Regions from separate parts of the Mus musculus genome. Here region 1 is linked to region 2. A link is a contact called in public HiChIP or PLAC-seq data. All regions are on one chromosome and are shown on one strand. Each heading gives the region's core, a stretch centred on a gene start, on an enhancer-like site or on the middle of the called end of the contact. The rest is flanking DNA. Distances are from core to core; before and after follow the strand shown.

The links. HiChIP or PLAC-seq counts read pairs in DNA pulled down with a chosen protein or histone mark.
Region 1: an H3K27ac HiChIP or PLAC-seq map of extraembryonic endoderm stem cells shows a contact between it and region 2. The contact joins two enhancer-like sites. A contact is called at or near these places in 1 of 484 Hi-C or Micro-C datasets (bone marrow-derived macrophages) and 2 of 115 datasets of contacts at active chromatin or transcription factors (bone marrow-derived macrophages and extraembryonic endoderm stem cells).

The regions. Positions count from the first base shown.
Region 1 is chr14:73,252,244-73,254,943 of GRCm38.p6, forward strand. All of the region lies in intron 17 of Rb1 (RB transcriptional corepressor 1), which reads right to left. Among named protein-coding and RNA genes, the nearest start is that of Lpar6, 16 kb to the left of the region's middle. Within about 2 kb of position 1,403, at least 121 of the 459 cell types and tissues checked have an H3K27ac peak or open chromatin away from gene starts, as enhancers often do. A contact at or near this core is called in extraembryonic endoderm stem cells, where this site is marked.
Region 2 is chr14:72,649,369-72,652,068 of GRCm38.p6, forward strand. It overlaps Fndc3a (fibronectin type III domain containing 3A), which reads right to left. Exons shown (of 26, transcript NM_207636.2): 3 at 2,648-2,700. Among named protein-coding and RNA genes, the nearest start is that of Fndc3a, 59 kb to the right of the region's middle. Within about 2 kb of position 1,328, at least 7 of the 459 cell types and tissues checked have an H3K27ac peak or open chromatin away from gene starts, as enhancers often do. A contact at or near this core is called in extraembryonic endoderm stem cells, where this site is marked.

The DNA.
Region 1 (2,700 bases), core at 153-2,652, 600 kb after region 2:
TGTTTTCTTTTGATCTCTACAGGCATGAGGCACACAAGTGGTATATATATACACACATAAGCAAAACACTCACACATATAATCTAATACAACTAAAAAAGCAAACACAAAAGCCTGTAGCAATCTTTAGTGAATGAGTCCTCCAGTGCACTAACATAATCATGTCTGCAATGGCATCGTCAGCGTGAGAGCAAAAGTACTAAAGCAGGCTTTGTGAGAGAAGGAGGCACAGACTGTTCCAAGAACCCTCCCACCCCACTAGCACACAAAGCTACTGCAGAAAATTGTCTGCTGTCTTCCCTTGTATAAAATACCTCCTTTTTACTCATGGCTGGCTTTTCATCTTCATCAGGAGTAATTTGCAGAGGGGTTGCTTTGTGCATTAGTTTGTGAATATAGGGTCTCCTTCTGTGACCTAGGCCTGCCTAGAACTCAGAAAACAAACTGCTGCTGCAGCTTTTGAATGCTGGGTTTTAGGTAACTGTTAGGGCCACCTTCATATCCTCGATCGCTGCACATTCCCAAATCTGTTGTAAGCAGTCTCTCATCCATGTGTGCTCACTAGTTTGACTCTTACTGGTCTGTCATCTTCCTTCCTTCCCTCCCTCTTTCCTCCTTCCTTTTTTCCTTTTTTTTTTTGCCATAGCTCAGCACAGCACTGTAATTCACTTCTCTACTAGATCACAAGTTCCTTGGAGGCTTGGGGCTATTTCTCATGTTTTGTTTCTTTCACTTGGGCAACTGCAGTTCTTTCCAAATGGCTGATATGCAGAAAGAAGGAGAAAGGAAGTAAAGAAGAAGAGGAAAATGAGGGCCCGGTATTGTCTTGGGAAAAAAAAAGGGCTTTTCTTAAATAATTTAGAAACTATGAAGTAATTCTTTTTGTCAGAGACACACAACCTAGAATATCCCTGAGCCCTATTTCAGCCAGTATCAACAATGTATTCTGAACAAAATAAAATATTTTTCACTTTGACTGTGAAGTCAAGTCTCCCAAGTTACCCAAGACCATAACAGTGAATTGTGGAAAATAGAGGTGTGATATTAAAGAGAAAATGGATCATGGTAAGATATGTTTTCAGAAAGAATTGATTTTAAGAAAAAAAAATCACATGGTAGAAAAAAATCACATTCCAGTCCCCTGGTTCTTGTGTAACTGTCAACATGGCCTGCGCTGTGTCATTGTCCTAACCCACAGTTTTAAAAGTTACTAAGTCAAGTAATCATTATCTCACAATTCAATTGTTTTCCTGTAAGGCACAATTCTTTGTAAACTGTAACTTAAAAAGAAAAAAAAAAAAAAAAAGCCAGCGTATTGTTTCACAGCCAATAGCACAGGCAGGCACGCAACCTTTGTGCCCAGTGCACCAGAGGTTAATGATTCACCACGGAACCAGACAATACAGGTTCTTTCTTTGGCTCCTTCCTTGGCTTTTACAGAGCCACAGGCTTTTCTCCCTTTTGTGTTCACTTCCTGTCAACACTGACTTTTCAAAAGATACCAAAACATCTCAAAAATCTGTTTGTGAGTTTGCTACCAAATCAGGACTCAAACAGGCTGAGTCACTTACTACCATAGTACTGGTGTATAATACTGTGCTTCATGTAATATCTGGGGAAAGAACTGACAAGAAAAATGTTTAACCTTTATATGTAAGAGTATAGTGATCAAAACTAATGTATAAGAACATAGTAATCAAATTAGCTGCATAAGCAAACTCCCTTGTGTTTGGTGACTGAGTCAGCCACGTCTGTCAGTATTTACAGACACAACTTTCTTGTGGTTTTCTAGATAGTATTAAGAGGAAATAATGAACTACTAGCACTTCGGTGTCTCCACAGAGTCAGCTGTACTCCAGAACAGCCCCCACAGAAACACTGTCCTAAACAGTCCTCAGGGACTTCGACATCATAGTTATATGGATCTCACCAATCATGAAGCCTTTCACTTAGAAACTGACAGCCCTGCTGGAGAACAAGAACCAGATTTTGTGGTTTTAAACAACTACAAAACTGAAATAAATAAATAAATAAATAAATAAATAAATAAATAAATAAATCAAAACAAAACAAAACAAAACAAAACAAAACAAAAAAACAGTTCTCAAATGGTGAGCAGCAGGACAAAGGCCCACGAGAGTCCCATGAGACAGCATGCTGCAGCCCACTGCAGGGAAAGTATCCTAGCCGAAACACCGACAGACAATGATGGGAATGGAAACCCACTGGCTCCCAACAAACACAAGTCAACAGCACTGAGGGGACAGGATTCACACAACAGAGCTGAGCAGGTCTGTGGAGACCCACTTCAGCTGGGGCACAGCAGTCCACACCCATGAGATAACTCCCCAGGACTAAAGACGAAGAAGCCCTGGGGGAGCAGAGGCACTGCTGGAGTCCAAACTGCTTCCTACCTGCCACAGTAGACGAGCTTATGATCCATCTACAGGCAGCAGCAGGTAAAGTACTTACAAGATCACCTCTTGGATAGTGGGGGAAATTAGAAAAAGTTTCTGGAATCAGAAAGAAACAAACAAAAAAAGAAAAAAGAAGAGAAAAAGAAAAAGAAAAAGCTGGAGGGAGGGGAGGGAGTACAAAACAATTAAGCTACTTACAATTTAAATGTGTCCCAAAGCACAACTCAAGAATATTATTAAGAATATGAAAATATCCAGGAACCAGTAAGGCAAAATTCACAATA
Region 2 (2,700 bases), core at 78-2,577:
GAATGCTGATACAGGAGTCAGCTCCCTTAAGGTCTGGTGAACACTGAGGCAGTCTGTACAGTACACAACTCTTCAGGTCCTGCAGGAGGCTGTTGCTGCTAGATATTAAAATCAAATGAAAGGAGTTATGAAGAGATAACTTACAGGATGCAGCCACAAACTGACTCTTGAAATACAAGCTGTTTATCATTCTGAGATTAAGCCATCCCTACATTTTAAAATACAATAAAACAATCTGTTTTTTCATCTGCTAGTGTATTGGGGAAAATCAATATTATATTAATTAAAATGCTTTCTTGATTAATATTTATGAATAATCTGGAAGGCACACAAGTAAGCTATGTGATCAGAAATTTATATTCCATGTGATTCATAGTGAAAACAAAAAATTCTATTTGAAGAAAAGTTAGTAAAGATGGCAAAGCTTTTTAAATGTCTATACTGCTTATATATTCTCTTGTCTAGATCCTTTCAGGAATATTGATTATTTGTGTATTACCCAACTGCAGCACAGATATTTTAGATTAACTTAGTGATATTTCTAATACATGTAGGGTTCCAAGTTTGACTTGTGACTCCTGGCTAAGGTATTTTAAAAGATTCACCATCAGGCTCAGCTATGTAGTGATAGGAAAGGGGCACTGAAAACTGTCAGCCTATGGTATCACAGCCAATGCTAATCAGAGAGTGTGACGAGTCCTTCACCCTCAGAAGTATTACAGTCTAGATGTTAACAAGGTAGGGAGTGACCCACCTCCATGGATTCTTTAATTTAAAGCCATGACTATTAGGTAGTAGTAAGAACCAAAAAGGATACAAAGAATTGTAAAAAATACAAATCCAAAGCGTTCAGGTACTAGTACTAGTTGAAAGGTAAAATAAGCACTTCAAATTAAACATAACATACGTAATTTCCTAACAACTAAAAGGAATGTTGCACGCAGGTACAGTACAAAGGCACCTGGGAAGTCAGTTTCTCAACAGCTGGTATCAAGGGGTTTCAAAGCAGTCTGGGCTCACCTTCTCTTAGCAGTTACACCCAGAACTCACAATATCTCTATTTGCTGAGTACTGCAGAGGTAACAGGTCCAGTTTCAAGTATAATGTATGCTTATGAATGTGGTGGTTTGAATGGAAATGCCCCCCACAATCCCACAGGGAGTAGCACTATAAGGTCTTGTTGGAGTAAGCATGGCCTTGTAAGAGAAAGTATATCACTGGGGTGGGCTTTGAGTTCTCAGAAGCTCAAGCCAGGCCTAGTGGCTAACTGTCTCTTCCTGCTGCCTTCAAATCCAAATATAGAATCCTCAGCTACCTCTCCAACATCCTGTCTACCTGAATGCCACCATGCTTCCCACCTTGACAATAATGGACTAAACATCTAACCTACAAGCCAGCCCCAATTAAATGTTTTCCTTTATAAGAGCTGCCATGGTCACGGTGTCTCTAAACAGCAATAAGACCCCAAGTAAGGCAGTTATTCTTACCCTGATCTAATACTGATGGGAACAAGAGCTGAACTGATACGAAATGTATTACTGAACTTAAATAACCCACAGCACCTTATAACAAGCTACTAAGAAACAGCTAATGTTTAACTCAGCTTCTCTAACTCCAAAGACACTGACTTTTTGTTTGTCTGTTTGCTGACAGAATCTTACTATCTCAGTGATAAGGGTACTGAGCTGCTGGAAAGGTTGGCTTGTTCTGATGGACAAAGGGGGACTTCTGTCCCATGACACTGCTTATCTCTGGCTTTGTTGGCAATCTTTGGGTAGTGAATTTAAGCAAGTCAAAGACCTGAATCTTCATCATATGTCATCATACCACATCCGCTCTTGTCCAAGTTTCCCCTTTTATGATACTAGTGACAGTGGATGAAGGGGCCACCCTAACCTTCCTGTAGCCCTCATTTTCATATATGAACACAATGCTCACTAAATGGAGGCTGCTTTGCTCCTCCTCTCAGGGGATATGGTGATGTCTGGAGAGATTTCTATTTGTTCTGAATCTCGGAGGGTAAGAAATAACGAGTGTATAGAAGACAGGGAACTCTACTAAACCCACTACAATTCATAGGATGGCTCCCAATAGCTGAAAAATATCCAGTCCAAAATGCTAAGGCGATGTCCAATAAAGGAAGATTGCAGTGAACGTGGGAAAACATCTGAGCTGAGTTTAAAGCAGTTGGGTTAGAACCACCTGGAATGAGGTGACAAGGGTGAATCCTAGAGAAGGAAACTCGTGCTGACTAGACAAGACAGGTTTGCAGTTAACAAGCAGACTCTTTAAAAAGCCTGAGGAAGACAGCTACAGTGTAGATCTTAAAAAGAAAAGCCTGAGGCCACACTGGAAATAAAAACAATATTAGAAAACAGAATGGACCTTTGGAGGACTGAAAGACCTGGCTAGCGTTACTTACTTTTTTTGACTAATAAAATGTACACAATAGAATTTTATAGTTAGATCAATCAAAAAAGGAGAAAGAGACTAATTAGAGTTCTACTGCAATAGTTAAATGACTGGAGTACTCAAGCTTGTGATTGTGACACAGGGAGAACGCACAAGTGTACACACTGTTACCTACCTGGAAAAATAGAAGGCAGATTTTCTCTTGTTACAGAATGTAGCAAATTATTCCTCTTACCTGTAATGCACTGAAACTGTCCATCTTCTCTTCTTATCGTAAAGGCTTCCCCT